Linked DNA regions of Mus musculus: region 1 is linked to region 2. A link is a contact called in public Hi-C data. All regions are on one chromosome and are shown on one strand. The core of a region is the stretch at or near the end of the contact, and the rest is flanking DNA. Distances in the headings are between cores, read along the strand shown.

Region 1 (2,734 bases), core at 98-2,597, 430 kb after region 2:
GCTAGTTTTGTGTCAACTTGACACAGCTGGAGTTATCACAGAAAAAGGAGCTTCAGTTGAGGAAATGTCTCCATGAGATCCAACTGTAAGTCATTTTCTCAATTAGTGATCAAGGGGGAAAGGCACCTTGTGGGTGGGACCATCTCTGGGCTGGTAGTCTTGGTTCTATAAGAGAGCAGGCTGAGCAAGCCAGGGGAAGCAAGCCAGTAAAGAACATCCCTCCATGGCCTCTGCATCAGCTCCTGCTTCCTGACCTGTTTGAGTTCCAGTCCTGACTTCCTTGGTGATAAACAGCAGTATGGAATTGTAAGCTGAATAAACCCTTTCCTCCCCAACTTGCTTCTTGGTCATGATGTTTGTGCAGGAATAGAAACCCCGACTAAGACAACCTTTAAACAAGAAGTTCTCTGCATCATTCAGGTGGGCCAATTTAATCATAGAGTCCTGAAAAGCAGAAGAAAGAAACAGAAGATGTGAGTTTGGCCATGATTCTGGAGATGGAGCCAGAGGGAGGGGCCTCAGAACAAGATGGGTCAGCACATTCTGGAGGCAGGGACAGGCAAGCGGCTCCAGAAGGGTCACAGCCACGCCACACAGATGTTAGCTCACTGAGATTCACAGAGGCTCTTAAGTTCCAGAACTGTGCAAGGATAAGTCTGTGATATCTTAGGTGTCTGAACTCATTATAATTTGTTCTGCTGAGGTTGTATAGTAACACAGAAAATGTGGGATCTTGGCCACTGAGTTGCATTCGGCATTTGCTCCTCATGAACGAAACTTTATAGCTGGGAGAGGTGGTGCATGCCTGTAATCAGGAGGCAGAGGCAGGAGGATTGCAAAATTGAAGCCAGATTGGGATAGAGCAAGACTGTCTCAAAGGTGTATGTGTGTGTGTGTATGTATGTGTGTGGGTGGGTGGGTGGGTGGTGGGGAGGCACTGTGTTTGCAAATCTGCTTTGTGTAAAATGAGGAGTCATGAAGAGAAGGGCCAGCCAGATCTTGCACTGGCCTGGAAGCGGGCCACCTGCTGCCCTTTGCCCATTCTCCCCTCCTGCCTGCCTGCCTGCCTGCCTGCCTGCCTCTGTCCTGGATGTTCACTGATATGACATTTCCTGTTCTGGGAACACCACATTTTCCAGGCACCGGGATTCTCGTTCAACCGTTACTTACACTCACTCACAATATGAAAACCAAAATGCAGGCAATTGTTCATTAGCAAAAATGTATTTTATAAGTCTGCACTCAGAGCATCTCCTCATTATAAAGTCAGCCTGAGAACAATGCCGCCTCTTGCTGAGCACAAACTGAGTCAGGATGGCTGACAGCTGCAGTCCTTTATCAGCCCAGCATCCAAATTACTTCCCCATTGTGTTTTTTCGCTAGGCGTCCAGCAACCCTGAGTCACAAAGATAAGAAGCCCCAATAGTAGACATTTCTAAGAGGCCTTCCCGAGTGTCAGAACACCTTCAATGCCAGTGACGGGTGGCAGGAAGGTCTGTCCAAATGGAATCTCTAACAATGGTTCTCCGGGAGGGCAGCGTAGGTCGGTTTGAATCACAAATAGGAAAAGGCAGCCGAGAAGCCCCAGCACTGAAAGTGAGCCCCAGAGCCAGTGAGCCTGGACTCTGGGTTCTGGATGCAGAAGGGACTTCACGGCAGGCGTCTGAGACCTTGGATGTACCTGTCGGGAATAAGCCTGGGACTACTCCCAGTTCCTGCCTCCCCTCTGGTGCTGAGGCAGTTCTGTGTCCGCTCCAGGGAGACCAGTCGCTCTCCTTTGTCCTCCCTCCCTCAGCATTCCCTGGAAAGTTCCCTTCTGATACTCCTTAGCACAGGCAGCAATGGTGTCCTAGCCCAGGAAGGCTCTCGTTACCTGGTGATGCCGCCGAAGCATCTGCTTACGGTCTCAAGGGCCTACAGACCCAAGAGATTCACCCCCGAAGGAGCCAAGCACAGGGGAAATTAGAACCACCTTAAACCACATCTCTCCCTGAGATTTGAGATTCCCTAAGGTCCAGGGTTCTGTTCTGCACTTTGTCCCAGGAAAGGCTGATCATGGTGACAGTAACCCAGCCGGCAGTTAAGACCTCTTCATGGAATTTGTGTTTAACACCGTATTCCATCCAGTGTTTTCACACTCAATCCACACACCAACTCTGTAAAGAGTGTGGGGTTTCCCTTCCCATTCTGCATATGAGGAAGGTACAGAAGATACACTGCAGCCCGTGAACCAGGTGACAAGTAGCTTCTAAGATGCCCAGGTGGGTGAACAGGAAGAGATTCTGGTGGGGACTCAGGGGAGCAGCGACCCTCCCTATAGAGCTTCTGCCTAACCTGTCTGGAGCAGCTCTGATTTGCTCTGAGAAAAGAAACCCTCAGATAACCACTCTGCGCTGGTGGGCACAAGGAGGATACTTGAAACTCAAAGTCCCAGACAAGATCCTGGCTTAGAAATGTTACTTATTCTGGTCACCCGAAACTCCATCCATGTGTCAGCTACTATGATAGGACTCAGGGGGTAACCTTAGAGAGACAGACGTGGCCCGTGCCTCTAAGAGTGTAGCATTCTGGGGGTACATCTGTGCAGGGACAGGGGGCAGAACACCTTGGTGTCAGTGGCTCTGGTTTGATCGAGTCCTCCTCTCCTGTGAAGGAGAGGTTGGAACTTGGAGAGTGCACATTGATAAAGAGCTGTGTCTGTGCAGGGTCTGCTGGCCTCTGGGAAGATCCCAGA
Region 2 (2,700 bases), core at 162-2,661:
AGAATGTGTGAGTGTGTGTATGTATGTGTGTGAACGTGTGTGTGTGTGTGTGTGTGTGTGAATGAGTATGTGTGTGCCTCTCCTTCTTTCCCAATGAGGTTCCTCCCAGCAGCTGAATCTTCCCTGTATGACATTCTGTTAACATTATTACAAGTTAAATTCAGGACGGAATGTGACAGCATATATGTATAATTCCAGAACTGGGGAAGTGGAGGCAGGAGGATTAAGAAGAGTTCAAGAGCATCTTTGACTACTTGTTGAGTTTGAGACTAACCTGGGTTACATAGGACTCTGCCTCAAAACATCAGGTCAAATTAAAACAAAACAAAAGAAATAAAAAAATCAACTTGAATTCAAAGCTGCATATATAGAGTGGCGTAGGCCTGTTGTCCTCGGAAGGAGAGCAAGGCCATTCTGGACTCCAGAATGAAACTCTGTTTCAAAGAAATAAAATCCATGAGTTCGGGTTCAACGTTTAATGTCTGAAGGTATTTGCACATTACTGTCTGTGTCTGGAGTCAGTTCTGATGGACACTAACCTGGTGTACCAAGGCTTCCTGTATATTTTCTCCCATTCTTTCTGTTCCTTTTCCCAGAATTCCCCTTTGGTTCCAGCCTGGCTCCCAAGGTCCTGAGGCTGTGACATCTGTCCTTGGCAACTTAATGAGAAAATGGACACACATGGAAATGGAGACAGACCGTGTCTCTGACCTCCTCAAGGGCACCCATGCCTGTTTGTGCCCTTTGGGACAGCACCTGGCCTGACATTTGGAGTCCCTACTGTCCTTGGATGGGACAGAGGGGAACAGAGGGGACCATCTGCCCACCATAGAGGCCAGAGGACATGCTAACACACTCAGGTGCTGCAGGACAGTCAAGACGGATGGCACTGTCCTCTTCAAGGGTGGCCACTGCTCTGCTCCTGGTTCAGGGCTGAGAAGGGCAGTGGCCTGGGTTGCCAGAGCGGAGTAGAGCTTCTAAGGCAAAGCTGGAAATACAACACACAGTGAAAACCCAAATGCACATAGAGATGGAAATTCAAAACCCAGTCACCGTGGAGCGGGTGAGAGACCCAGGGTCTGGCTTTATGACACTGATTTCTCAGATCACCCTTTCTTCAGAAAAAAAAGGGGGGGGGAGGGCGGGTTTTCCCTTAAGAAGACAGGGATGGGGGCGTTAGATAACCACAGAGCACAGGGAAGGCATTCAGAGAATACATTTTGCTTCGTAGAAAACCCATCTCTTGAGTTTCTGGTTTCCCCACAGCTTAGGAACCTTAGTCAGCCGGAACCTGAGGACTGCAGCGAGTCCTGAATGTAATGGCCCAGCGACTGCCAAACCCAGATATGATACCAGTCTGCCGAAGAATGAGGCGGGGACCCATGCAGGGGAAACCCACGTTCCATCCAGGACAGCAGCCAGGGGCTGATAGGGTTGGAGTCCTGGCCCAGGAGAGGAGGCTCCGGAGCTGACCTGCCTGCCTAGAGAAGCCCCGAGGCTTCCTGGATGTTGGCAGATTACCAGCCATCCTCCTGTATAACATAGCCAGGGCCTGCTCAGGCTTGGGGCCAGCTTGGAACATGACTGAGCGCCATGATGCTTGCTGTGCCTCAAGTCTTGGCATCTTGCCCTGGTAGGCCAACCCAGGCCAGTGTGGGTTGACGTAGCAAGCTGAGCGCAGGAGGCAGGGAGACTGAGCCTTCCTCTTGTCCATTTCTCGCTGACATCTCTTCTGTCCTTTCCCGGTTGTCTCTTCTTGGCCCCTGCTCCCCCATGGGGTATGTCGTGGGAGGCTGTTGACAATTTGAGCATTAATCTCTCTGCCTGGGGCCTCATGGTCAGGTGGCGCTTATCAGGGCCCTGCTCCTGTCAGATGGGCCTTCCGGAGCCCGTGGGTGAGGGGGGCCAGCAGAACCCCTGCTGCAGGGCCTGATGGCTGTCTCACCATCCCTGGGCCTTCACAGCCCCTGCCTCCCCCCGCCACCCCGTGGGCCACCTTCTTTACCACATCAGGATACAGAGCATTGCATGAATTCCGGTCTCAATGGAATTATTTCAGAATTCTGGTCAACCGCAAGCTCGGGGTGTTTCACAAACTATCTATCACTGCTGTGCGGTGGGCAGAACGTGGCCCGGGGGCAAGTAACGGATGCGAGAGGCCCTGTCCACTGCCTGGGGGGTGGCAGTCCCCCACCCCTGGCAGCACCCAGGCCTCTGCTGGCAGATGATACATGGTTCACTAGCCCCCTCCCACCAACCTAGCAGGGATCAGGCTCAGGGTGGGGCTCAGGAGAGGCAGCATATGGCTAGACCCTGTCGTGCCAGAGCTCTGAAATCAGCGTGGGCACAGGAAGCCAGGATTACTGTCCTTAATTAAGGGAGGCTGTGCGGTGCTGTAGACCTGTGGCACTTCCTGGGCTAACCCAGTTATTCCCTTGCCTCTTTCATGGGGACGATCCTAATAGCCTTACTACTGCTAGTGAGGTATTACCTTTGCATGGTAACACACCCAAACACCATCAGGGACTTGTATGGTCCATGCTGCTGCAAAGGTCGCTCCTCTTTTTCCTGGTAAGGGTACATGGTGGTCATATCTGTTTGCATCTCTATCATTATTACTATTATTGTTGTTGTTGTTTTGCTTTTTTGTTTTGTTTTGTTGTGTTTTGTTTTGTTTTTGAGACAGGGTGTCTCTGTGTA

The links. Hi-C and Micro-C count contacts between places; a contact is called where the count stands out from the background.
Region 1: a Hi-C map of the G1E-ER4 cell line shows a contact between it and region 2, with 2.0 times the contacts expected there. The contact joins two enhancer-like sites. A contact is called at or near these places in 2 of 15 datasets of contacts at CTCF or cohesin (the NIH/3T3 cell line and pro-B cells), 3 of 484 Hi-C or Micro-C datasets (the G1E-ER4 cell line and the N1E-115 cell line), 1 of 115 datasets of contacts at active chromatin or transcription factors (acute myeloid leukemia) and 1 of 9 other capture datasets (embryonic stem cells).

The regions. Positions count from the first base shown.
Region 1 is chr6:88,543,909-88,546,642 of GRCm38.p6, forward strand. It overlaps Kbtbd12 (kelch repeat and BTB (POZ) domain containing 12), which reads right to left. Exons shown (of 6, transcript NM_001278671.2): 6 at 1,209-2,734. Among named protein-coding and RNA genes, the nearest start is that of Sec61a1, 26 kb to the left of the region's middle. Within about 2 kb of position 1,348, at least 22 of the 459 cell types and tissues checked have an H3K27ac peak or open chromatin away from gene starts, as enhancers often do. A contact at or near this core is called in the G1E-ER4 cell line, where this site is marked.
Region 2 is chr6:88,115,105-88,117,804 of GRCm38.p6, forward strand. No RefSeq gene overlaps it. Among named protein-coding and RNA genes, the nearest start is that of Mir6376, 12 kb to the left of the region's middle. RefSeq lists an enhancer at 1,721-2,279. Within about 2 kb of position 1,412, at least 61 of the 459 cell types and tissues checked have an H3K27ac peak or open chromatin away from gene starts, as enhancers often do. A contact at or near this core is called in the G1E-ER4 cell line, where this site is marked.